Linked DNA regions of Rattus norvegicus: regions 1, 3 and 4 are each linked to region 2. Evidence: chromatin contacts called from public Hi-C data. All regions are on one chromosome and are shown on one strand. The core of a region is the stretch at or near the end of the contact, and the rest is flanking DNA. Distances in the headings are between cores, read along the strand shown. Region 1 overlaps Maml3 (mastermind-like transcriptional coactivator 3). Region 2 holds the start of Maml3 (mastermind-like transcriptional coactivator 3). Region 3 overlaps Maml3 (mastermind-like transcriptional coactivator 3). Region 4 overlaps Maml3 (mastermind-like transcriptional coactivator 3).

The links. Hi-C and Micro-C count contacts between places; a contact is called where the count stands out from the background.
Region 1: a Hi-C map of the A7r5 cell line shows a contact between it and region 2, with 4 times the contacts expected there. The contact joins the enhancer-like site here to the promoter of Maml3 in region 2. A contact is called at or near these places in 3 of 12 Hi-C or Micro-C datasets (the A7r5 cell line, the Rat2 cell line and Schwann cells).
Region 3: a Hi-C map of prefrontal cortex shows a contact between it and region 2, with 2.5 times the contacts expected there. The contact joins the enhancer-like site here to the promoter of Maml3 in region 2. A contact is called at or near these places in 3 of 12 Hi-C or Micro-C datasets (the A7r5 cell line, mammary epithelial cells and prefrontal cortex) and 1 of 1 datasets of contacts at active chromatin or transcription factors (oligodendrocytes).
Region 4: a Hi-C map of kidney shows a contact between it and region 2, with 2.5 times the contacts expected there. The contact joins the enhancer-like site here to the promoter of Maml3 in region 2. A contact is called at or near these places in 3 of 12 Hi-C or Micro-C datasets (frontal cortex, kidney and mammary epithelial cells) and 1 of 1 datasets of contacts at active chromatin or transcription factors (oligodendrocytes).

The regions. Positions count from the first base shown.
Region 1 is chr2:138,088,440-138,091,163 of GRCr8, reverse strand. All of the region lies in intron 1 of Maml3 (mastermind-like transcriptional coactivator 3), which reads left to right. Among named protein-coding and RNA genes, the nearest start is that of Maml3, 200 kb to the left of the region's middle. Within about 2 kb of position 1,338, at least 8 of the 93 cell types and tissues checked have an H3K27ac peak or open chromatin away from gene starts, as enhancers often do. A contact at or near this core is called in the A7r5 cell line, where this site is marked.
Region 2 is chr2:138,287,255-138,289,954 of GRCr8, reverse strand. It overlaps Maml3 (mastermind-like transcriptional coactivator 3), which reads left to right and starts at 1,340. Exons shown (of 5, transcript NM_001107675.3): 1 at 1,340-2,658. The coding sequence starts at 2,194.
Region 3 is chr2:138,047,962-138,050,715 of GRCr8, reverse strand. All of the region lies in intron 1 of Maml3 (mastermind-like transcriptional coactivator 3), which reads left to right. Among named protein-coding and RNA genes, the nearest start is that of Mgst2, 200 kb to the right of the region's middle. Within about 2 kb of position 1,300, at least 37 of the 93 cell types and tissues checked have an H3K27ac peak or open chromatin away from gene starts, as enhancers often do. A contact at or near this core is called in the A7r5 cell line and prefrontal cortex, where this site is marked.
Region 4 is chr2:138,064,308-138,067,007 of GRCr8, reverse strand. All of the region lies in intron 1 of Maml3 (mastermind-like transcriptional coactivator 3), which reads left to right. Among named protein-coding and RNA genes, the nearest start is that of Mgst2, 220 kb to the right of the region's middle. Within about 2 kb of position 1,382, at least 11 of the 93 cell types and tissues checked have an H3K27ac peak or open chromatin away from gene starts, as enhancers often do.

The sequences.
Region 1 (2,724 bases), core at 89-2,588, 200 kb after region 2:
TGGTTCTAGTGGTAATAATAGATGTATTTTAAAAGGAATTTAAATCCAGCAGCCATCTACCCTTAACGGCAAAATCAAACTTTAAACTTTAAGAGTAAGACTTAGGGCTACAGAGAGAGCTCAGTTGCTAAATGTTTGCAAGCAGAACTAAATTCGATTCCCAGAATTCACATTTCAAAAGCAAACAAAGGAAACTGGCCTGCCTGTAATCCCTTGGATGGGGAGACCAAGGACCTCCATGACTTACCTGGCTAAAAGCCAAGTGACATCCTGGTTGGTGAGAGACCCTGCCTCAAAAGAACAAAACAAAATGAGACAACATGGGGGATGGGGATTTGGCTCAGTGGTAGAGCGCTTGCCTAGCAAGTGCAAGGCCCTGGGTTCGGTCCCCAGCTCTGGAAAAAAATAATGAGACAATGTGAGATGCTGTTCTCCAGCTGAGAGAGTAGGAGACCCCAAGGCAGTGCCTCCTTGGTCTTTTCCAAGACCTGGGGGCTGACCCTTAGGCAAAGTAGAAACCTCTTTTTAAAATGTCTTTTCACCTACAACCACACATAGCATAGCCATGGCGTTTGTATTCCTTGTTTTCTGTACTGGATATCCCACAGGTTGTTGTCAGAACCTGTGACCTGTGCCTTGGTAGGTTACTTCAGGCTGGTGAGGTGAGCGAGGCCAAGCCAGATTAGAGCTGCTCTCAGGTGAGTTCACTGGCCCCAAGAACAGAAGCCAGTGAAGCTGCCATGGGGAGGGGGAGGGAAGGAAGGGGGGGACCAAAATGTCTGGATGATACAGGGAAGAGCCTGGGGTAAGGGCAACCCAGCCCCTGGGCTAGAAAGTTCAGGGTTGGAGGCAGGGGTATGCTAGGTAGGGAATAAGGGATCCTGGAAGAACTTGGAGGCAGGGTCTGCTTTGGTATGTAACATATGCACCTCAGCCCCTTGTCCCGGGGTCTCCAACTCACAGAGTGATTGCACTGTACACAGTTATTGAATCTAAGTTGAGAGATCCAGATAAAGAATTCAACTCTTGTGCTGGAGAGATGGTCCAGCGGTTAAGAACAATGGCTGCTCTTCCTAAGTATCCAGGTTCGATTCTCAGCACCCACATAGCAGCTCACAATCATCCTAACTCCAGGCCCAGAGGATCGCAAACCTTTTCCTGGCCTCCGTGGGTGTCAGGCACCCACCCATACACACAAAATAGAAACAAATCTGTAAAAGCAGGATCCAACCCTTTTCTTTACATCTCTGTTTTAGCCAGAATGATCTTGCACATGCAATCCCTAGCAACCAGAGCCAGTCACCTCCAAGAATTCCAGGAATGCTACCACAGGCTTATCTCCTTAATCCTCCAGCATCCTCACGGCCAGGCTCCGGCTCTCGTGGCTGCCTGCCTTCCCTGGGCTCGGATTACAACTCCATTTCTCTCTACATTCAAAGCCTGAACCCTTTACTTTTCCCGCTTCTGTCATCTCAGGGCCCCACAATGGCAGGCTCTCTTGATTCTCCTTCCTGCCTGTCTTGCCTGTCTTCTGAAAAACCTTCTTTCTCACCAGTATGCCATGAAGATGATCACACTTTTCTCTCCAGGAGGGGAGCAGCTTTCACCCGTGTGAAGTTATGTGATGGGAGAGGGGAAGACGCACCCTTCAAAACATCCTGCTTCAAAGTTTTTCATTTAGGGAGACTCTTTGTTTGTTTTAAACCATGGTGAGACATTCTTTTACATCTTTTTTCAGCTCGTGTTTCTCATCTAGAAATAAAATACTTATTTATACATTTGCTAAAAATTGTGTATTTGTTACATATTATTACAGAAAAGTATCTGAAATGCAGTGTGCATATAAGTGAACATTTAAGTTTGCAATGGTGTATCACTTGTTTTGAGTTTCAGTGATTATTTCAACACAACCACCCCCACCCCCACCCCCCAAAAAAGCTTGCCAAAATTAACCCGGCAAGCTGAAAACCTTTTGTTTTTGTGATTTTAGCCAATATCTGCTTTATTTACCTTTGGAGAATAAAATGGCCAAATGATGGTTCTGTTTCCTAAGTGACCTGTTTCTATACAGTTTACACACTTAATATACAGTTTCTCCGAAAGGAAAATTATACACCTGAATTTTCTGCAGTTTATAATAGAGGTTTGGACAATGGCAACATACTTTGGTAAGAAAAACAGTACTGAAATTCTATTTGTTGAAAAGCGATTTAAATCATCTTTCTGGTGAGCAATTTAAGCAGAAGCCTAAGTGTGTGGTGTGGGGAGGGGGTTTGGGGGGCTGACTGTAAGCCATGGTCACGTGGTAGTGACCCAGGTAGATGTGTGCTCTGATGTGTCAGGACAGTGCTGTGTGCAGATTAAACAGAGAATTTTAGTGACCACAGATGGTCCAGGCTGTGTCATGTCAGCAGGAGGGCAAAGAGTGAGAAGAAGCAGAGCCCTGACCCTGTGTTCAGCGCCCTTCACAACAGGCCCTGTACATGGCATGATCATAGATTCCACATCCTCTAGTTCTTGACCAACAATGCATATAGTGAAACCGGTTGGTTTGGCATTAAAGGTTTCTAGTGTGAAGAACACTTGGTAATTCATTCAGTTACATGTAGTACAAAAACAGAAAATCCCCTAGCAGATTTAGCATGTATAAATCTCCCTGGAAAAGCATACATACACAGACACACACACATCATACATTCACACCCATACATGCAACAGACACAG
Region 2 (2,700 bases), core at 91-2,590:
CAAGAGATTACTTTTCTGTATTAACTCCATTTCAATTGTACCATGTTGTGAATCCATTGAAATAGAAATGTATCTAGCAGTAAGGTAAGCCTGCTTTTTTTTTTTTTTTTTTTTTTTTTTTTTGGCTTGTTTTGTTTTGGTCACAACAAACTGTGAAATGCTGGTTTGTTTTTTTTTTTTTTCTCTATAGTTCTAACACATGAAATCTGCAATCTTTCCACTTGATTTAGGAAGGACCCTTAATTACTGCCGTAGTCATTAGCACCTAGTGTTCAAAACAGTCTGTTAAAAATGTACTGTTAGTCTCACCTCCAAGTCCCTGCTTGCTTGGTTTTAATTTTTTCAGGGATAAATAAAACAATAATCCCCCTAATAACAACAGTCGTTATGTACAGAGAAATAAATAATATCCCAAGGTCTTGTTTTGACTGCTTATTTCTGTTCATTGAGAAATGGGTACTTGAGCCAGATGAGATTTCCAGGAGGTAAAGTTGAGATCTGAGATCTTGACAACCTTGATTCAAACCCTAGTACCCACCTTGGAGGACTCCACAAAACTGTCATCTGACTTCTAGGCGCGAGTGCACTGTGGCACTGGGCACTTTTTCTTCCCAATAAATAAATAAACGTAAGAAAAAAATTAAGTATTTGGGTTAGGAGGGTCCTAGAATTTTGAGTAAGAGTTCACTAGCAGGGTCTTCTTCTCTGGGTCTTGAAAACAAGCCACTCATTTGACCTTTTCGTTTCACATGGGTGGGAATGATAACTGTTGGGAAGCTGCAATGTTTCTGCCTGGTCATGCACAGTTCTGCAATATAATGCATAAATGTATAACAACAACTTGGGCTCGCTGGATACCTCGCTGGGCAGGAGGAAACGCAGCCAGCCTGGCGCGTCCCCGCGCACTCGCGCGCGCACATACACACACACACACACACACACACACACACACACACACACGCGCGCCGCGCGCTCACTCACACACACACACACACACATACACGCGTGCCGCGCGCGCGCGCGCGCACACACACACACACACACACACACACACACACACACGGGTCAAAAGGTGATCCACTCCTAAGATCCCCCCCAATCTTTGCTTTCCCCTGTCCTCCTGGCAAGTCGTGCTTCCCATCCCGGGGAGCAGCTGGGTTGGGGAAGGGGAGGGCGCGGGAGGGGGACGGCAAGGGAGGCGGGAGTCAGGTCGGTGCGCGCCGCGCCCGCTCCCGCCGGGGAGAGTCCGGGCCAGGTTTTGCACTGGGTCCCCGGGCTCGTCTCACGGCCTCCAGCCGCCGCCGCTGCCGTGTTTACTGAGCTCGCGCGTCCTGATATCACTCCGCTGGCATGGAGGAGGAGGAGGAGGTGGAGGAGCGCGAGGAGGAGGAGGAGGCGGCGGCGGCGAGCAGTTGATCATTGTGATGGTGGCGGAGGCGGCGGCGGCAGCGGCAGCCTGGCCGAGCGTTAGTGGCTGCTCTCCGCGCGGCGGCGTTTCGCAAAGGACTCCAGCGATCTACTTTTGCAGTCGCCTCGGACTGTCCATGTGTTTACTTGCCCAGCCCGAGGACTCGATGTCTAGGCTCCTGTGAAATGCAACTGAGCAGCCAAAGTACTTTGAGAACACGGGGCGGCATAAACACCAAAACTTTTTTGTGGAAGGAAAATGCAATAAGCAAGCTCGCCGTTTTCCGATGCGGCGTGGAGTGAGTGTGTGTCGCGCGTGTCCGCACTGGAGGCACACGCTCGTGTGTGTACATGGGGTGTGTTTTTCGGTACGTAGGGAGAAAATGCTTGCCAACCACCGGAAACCTCCTGGAATTTATTAGAAAATAATGGATTATTAAAAGGAGCCAGGCGAGGAGCGGATCTCCCCTTGAGTTGCAAGCCGATCTGCTGCCGGCTCAGTTTGTTGGGATTCTATTGATAGGTGTCTGATGGTATTCTGATAAGACCCCCCTTTTCTCCCCTCGATCTTTACAGTCTTTTTTTAAGGAAACAAAAAAAAAACCACCCCAAAAATCTCTCCCCTCTTTTTTTTCCACCCCGTGGGGATCGCTGTTTTCATCCATGTGCTTGCGTCTCCCCCGCGTTCCACTTAAACTATTTTAATCCTTGGACCCAAGGAGGAGGCTGATAGGGGGTGGATTAAAAAAAAAAAGTTCTTCCAAAATAGTGTGCCCCGGGAGCAGGATGGGGGATTTCGCAGCCCCCGCTGCTGCCGCGAATGGTGGTAGTATCTGTATCAACAGCAGCCTGAGCAGCAGCCTCGGCGGGGCCGGGATCGGCGTGAATACTCCCAATAGCACTCCGGTGGCTCCGAGTAGCAATCACCCCGCTGCCGGCGGCTGCGGCGGCTCCGGGGGCCCCGGCGGCAGCTCGGCGGCCGTCCCCAAGCACAGCACGGTAGTCGAGCGGCTCCGCCAGCGCATCGAGGGCTGCCGCCGGCACCACGTCAACTGCGAGAACAGGTATCAGCAGGCTCAGGTGGAGCAGCTGGAGCTGGAGCGCCGGGACACGGTGAGCCTCTATCAGAGGACCCTGGAGCAGAGAGCCAAGAAATCGGGCGCCGGCACCGGCAAGCAGCAGCACCCGAGTAAAGCCCAGCAAGATGCGGAGGCTGCCTCAGCCGAGCAGAGGAACCATACGCTAATCATGGTGAGGACTCGCTGGGGTGCGCGATGGGGTCGGGGGCGTGGA
Region 3 (2,754 bases), core at 51-2,550, 240 kb after region 2:
TCATGCCCAGCCGTGCTCAGTCAGCTGGACAAGTTCGTGCAAGATGATCCTTTGTGTTAGTTATTAAGTGCCCTGACCTGACTAAGACCCAGACCGGACAGGGATAGGCGGGAACCAAATGATGACTCTTGTTTGCCAAGGCTGTGACAGAGTATCAGATACTAGGCTTCGTGAGCTCCAGAAATTTACTCCCTCACAAATCCAGGGGCTAGAAGTCCAAAAGTGAGCTGCCAGCCAAGTTGGTTTCTTCCAAGCCATTGCCTTGGCCTGAGTACCTCCTAGAACTCAGTGTTGAAGCTGCATCCCCAGGTGGTGAGGTTTTAACAGGTGGGGCTCCGAGTCGCTGTTCCCCGTGAGTAGCATTGGTGTTGACTAAAAGGCTGAAGGGGTGTAGGTTAGACCCTTTCTCGTTTGCTCTTTTGCCATGCCAGGATACCCAGGTGATGTCACTCCATAGGAAGATGGCTCACTGGACCCTGACCCTTCCAGCATCTTGATCTTGGACTTCCAAGACTGTGACAAATGTTCTTTATGAAGTATCCAGTCTCTGGCATTTTGGCACAGCAACCAAGTGGGCTAGTAGAACTAAGGTAGCCATCTGTCCTCACAGGCTTTCCCTCTGTGACCTGTAGCCTAATTCCTGCTTTTTGTAAGAAGTCACCACCACCCTAATGACCTTACTTTACCTTAGTGACCTTATAAAGACCCTGAGTGGCTAGACTTTGACATGTGGTTTCGTAAGTGGTGGGACACGGTGTCCTGTAGCATTGGCCATAAGCACCAGGCTCAGTTTGTTATTATCCTTGTATATCCCTAGTATGGATGTAGACAACATGGTGGCTTTTCTTCCCTGGCGGGTCCTTTAACCTGAGGATCCTCCCTCAAGAGGTGTGCATTTTCCTCAGAGCAAGGTCATTTTGGAACTGAGCATGGGCTTCAGCGGTTGGTGTGGACTGTCACATTAGGAAGTCTACCCCCCAACGTCCTACAGACTTGAAATAATGAAGTCACTTCGAGGTTCACTGACTGCATTACTCCTCTCACCAGATATTCCTCCCGTGGGCTGCCCATCCCTAGCTAAGCCAAGGAATCCAGAGCTGACACACTCCGTTCCTACCCCAGGGGATGGAAGTGCTGGATTCAGAGGGCTTTTTCAGATGTCTTCCCTGCCCTCCCCCTGGAGCACACAGTATTGTCTTTGGGCTATAGATTGGCCGTAGAGGACTCCGGCTTTCTCATCTTCAAGGCCGATAAAGGGCCCGCACAAGCTCAGCCTCGGCCACTCCCCTTGCATAACTGAAATGCTGCCCACATAAGTCAGTGAGGTTGTAGAAAAGAGACTGTGTGCCTAAATGACTCTGACTGTTGCTATAACAACAGTGCCTCGGTCTAATTTCTTTTGAAAAATGAATTTCAGCTGGGATGAAGCCGAGAGCGTCTCCCACACAGGAAAGCTCAGCCCGCAGACTCCAGACTGCTGCTGCTCCCAGGTTGCAGGGTGGGTGGCCTGCTCTGCCGTCCACCTGGACATTTCGGCCTCCGTGTTTGCCCGTATATAAGCATGTGCCTCCTATGACATGTGCATATAGACATCTTACCTTTCCCATGGGGATTCAATCAGGAGAGAAAAGTCGTCCTGTCCTACCTTATGTCTCATTGGTGGGAAAAGTCTAAAGACTCTCTGATTAAAGGGCTTGCAGAGTAAGCCTAAAGACCAAGTGTGGCCCCCAACATTCATGGGAAAACCTTGTCACTTGGCTGTGCTCATCAGTAATCCAAGTGCCAAGACAGGAAGACACCCCCAGGAAGTGCCCCCATCCCCCAAGCCTCCAGACCAGTCTGTGTAGTAGAATTTGATGTGGGAGACTCATATAAGGTAGAGAAGGTTAGAGAATAACAACCCATGGCAACCCCTGGCCTCTGCATGCATAGGCTTGGAACTGCACACAGGTGCACATACGTGCACACATGGAAAGCCATAGACATAAAGCAGTCTCCTTATTGGTAAAGAAAGCCCAGACCCTCAGCCTTCACATCTAGAGCAAAAGTACTCAATGAAACGGATGCCTAGGGGTCCAGTACTGTCTAGAATTAAGAATTATGGTGTGTTTGCTGACTGGCAGAGGTGTGTGGGTGAGGGGAGAGTATGAGAGTCCATGTGAGAGGTGGTTCTTGGCGGCCTGGGTGTGCTCACTGTGTGACAGCTCACATGGAAATGGGGCTCTTGACCTCTTTGAGGGGTACCAGAGATTTTATTTATAGACCTGTTTCAGTACTTTGGCATTCCGAAGGGAGATGAATGTGTGCTGGGGTTTTATTCAAAAGCCTCTCCTCACATCTGGGAGCTCCAAGCCATTTGCATCTCCTAAGCTGGCACAGGACTTCAGAGCTGCAGAGGGAGAGGCTCTCATGAAGGGGCTAAAAACAAAAGTGAGAATTCCTCCTCGTTGAGAAAGAGGACATTTTGAGTAAACAGTGGAATAAAAATATTCCTGGGCCCTACGCAAGGAAGGGAAATGCACTGAAGCTCTCTGAAGTGTTTCTCCTCCCACCTCGTCCTTCCCAGAAAATAAACAGAACCCTGGGCTTGGCCGCGCTTGCCGTACATTGGTGGTTCTTGCTGGTAGAAGTCTCCATCTGGGAATGACACCGATCAAATCTTTTCATCTGTTCACTTCCTTCCTCCTTCCTCACCTCCTTCCTTTGTTTCTTTATAGCTATAAATAAAATCCCATTGGAAAATTCAGAAAATAA
Region 4 (2,700 bases), core at 133-2,632, 220 kb after region 2:
GCCTTTGACCCTCGGATATTGAAGCTCTGATATTCCAGCACAATGCTCACAGCCACAGTAGAACAGATGTAGAGACACTCAGCCCTTGTCCCAGGACCAATCAGGGGAGGAGAGATTATAGGTGTGTGACCGAAATCATGTGACATGATAAGATCAATTTCCAAATCTGATTTTGTGAAGACCCTTTGATCTGACTTATGGCAATATTTATTATGGGTTATTTTCATTATTTAGGTTTTGTGTGAGTCTCTATGAGTTTATATAGACATATACTTAGAGATCAGAAGAGGGTGTTAAACCTCCAGGAGCTGGCAGTCGTCAGCCACCTGACATGAGTTCTGGAAACTGAGGTCTGGTCCTCTGCAATGAACACTCTGAGCTGACTTAATGTCATCGTTAGAAGCTGTTTGTGTTCTTTAAGGATAAACAACTTGTCTCAGACTGGGCGTTAGTCTGTTGTGTACAGGAGTGCTTGTAATGAGCATTTTAAAATTAATGTATTTGATAATCACAATCAAGTTTATTTGGGTTTAAAAAAAAACAGGGCATGCAAATACTGCTGAGAAACAAATTTAACAAGCTCTTTTTTTCCCCTAGTGTGGCCTCTATGGTAAAAATAGTAAAATGTGACCTTCTATGTCTTAAAATTCATTATTTTTTTTGACAGTGAAGTTTTGATGCAAAAAGCAGAAGTAACAAGAACAAATCAGAAAATGACTTCGTGTCAGAAAAACACACTCCCTGTTGTTTACACACGTTGACTTTATTGAGCTTAATTCCATCAAACAAACAAAATGGAGAAGCAATGGTTACAGCAAACGAGGCTTCCAAGGCTTAACCTCTTGCAACAGGTCCGGGTGTGGAATGTTCCACAGGATCCTAGCCAAGTTCCTTCAGCCACTGTTTCCTCCTGCTCTGTCCTTTCCAGTGGGGTGGCCAGGACCCAAGCCTAGATTTGCACGTCTCCAATAATCACTTCCTAGCGGCTAAACATGTTTCCCATCGTAACTGCCTTTGCTCCCTCTCTAGGAAAGAGAAAATGGAAGCTAAGTTTTATCCAAACTTCCTTCAAAACAAAAAAAGCCGTGGCATTCAAATCACGCATCTGAAGCACAGGGGTTACTGACACAGTAGAATTCCCTTGGAAACAAAATGGGATGTTTGGTTGAAAAGAAAAGGTGAATTTCTAGCTCCTTCCGGACTTTTGCCGTGAGTAAAACGTGAAAATGAAATATCAGAAAATCCAAGATGAGGAGATGAGCTTCAGATCTTCCACCCCCCTCCAGTCCCCCGCCTTTTGCTGAGGCCGTATCTAAACTATCCCAGATGGCTGCTCTATTTTTAAAGAACTCCAGAGAAGGAGTCTCTCCCACCTCTTCAGTCACCCATCTCAGAAGCTCGTGTTCCTTGCTCCCAGGATGTTTTCTGAGAGCCCCGGTGGTGTGTGTGTGGGGTGGAGTGGGGAGATTGTCTTCAGATCGGGACCGTTTGGGATTTTGCCGTAAGGTTCAGGGGAAGAAGCTCAGGGTTCCAGCAGGGTCTTTCTCTCTCTAATCTTAGGATTTCAGTTTTGTGAAGGATCTTCTTGAGGGTCATTCCAAAATCCTCTTGGGCTTCTGATCTGTATAGCACTTCCAAAAGGAGGAAGCCTGAGTGAGTAAATAGTCATGTTTAGGACTCAGGAGAAGAACATCTTCATGGCTACATACACCTTCCCCGGGAACAGACTCGCAGAGGAAAGCGCTCATTCACTCTTCCCTTCCTTTCTCCAGTACTTCCTGGAAAACCCTCAGATGTTGGCTGACACTGAGACACATAAGAAAGGATAGCAGGCAAGGTCACGACCTCTGAGTCTGTACTCCTGTGGAGAAGGTGACCCACGGGGAGGCGTACAAGGTGAGGGGGCTATGAACTATGACAGGGGGAGCACCATAAAGACAGAACAGATGAAAGTGAGAGAAAGAGCTGGGAGGGAGGCAGGGTCCCACCTGGAGCTGAGTCTGCCCCTCTGAACAGATAGGGAACCTCAGAGTAGGCAGGCCATATTTGCAAGGGCGCTCTGGTACAGGAGAGGATGGGCCCAAAGGACTTTGGAGACATCAGGCCAACCAGCATTTCCTAAGCCCTGTGACAAATTTAACTTCGATGAATGTGAAAATCTGTAGAAATTTAGACAGAACAGCATGATATGACTTTTCTTCTGTTGTTGTTGTTGTTTTGGGGGGAAGGATAGGTTTTTGTTTTTGTTTTTGGCTTTGGGGTTTTAGTTTGTTTGTTTTTTAGAGACAGGTTTTTCTGTATAGCCCTGGCTGGCCTGGAACTCACTATATAGACCAGCCTGGTCTTGTACTCACAGAGATCCACCTGCCCCTGCTTCCCTAGTGCTGGGCTTACTTGAAGAGGATAGACTGGAGAGGGTAAAGTGGGAATTGATGACACGGCCAGTACATTTACTGAGGTTTGGAGGAGGGTGGGGCCACCTCTGATAAAACCATGGAAACTCATGAGAGTGACAGGTGTGGGGCCTGTGCGCTGGCCACACCCACGTACCTACCACTTTAACAAAATATGAAAAGCTCAAAACTTAGAGAGTCACGTTTCTGTTTTTCAGGTGATTTGCCCTGAGTGCCTGTCTATTCCACACATGGAAAATATATGTGAATCCTTGACTAAGAAATGCTAAGGAGAGACAGGAAACCT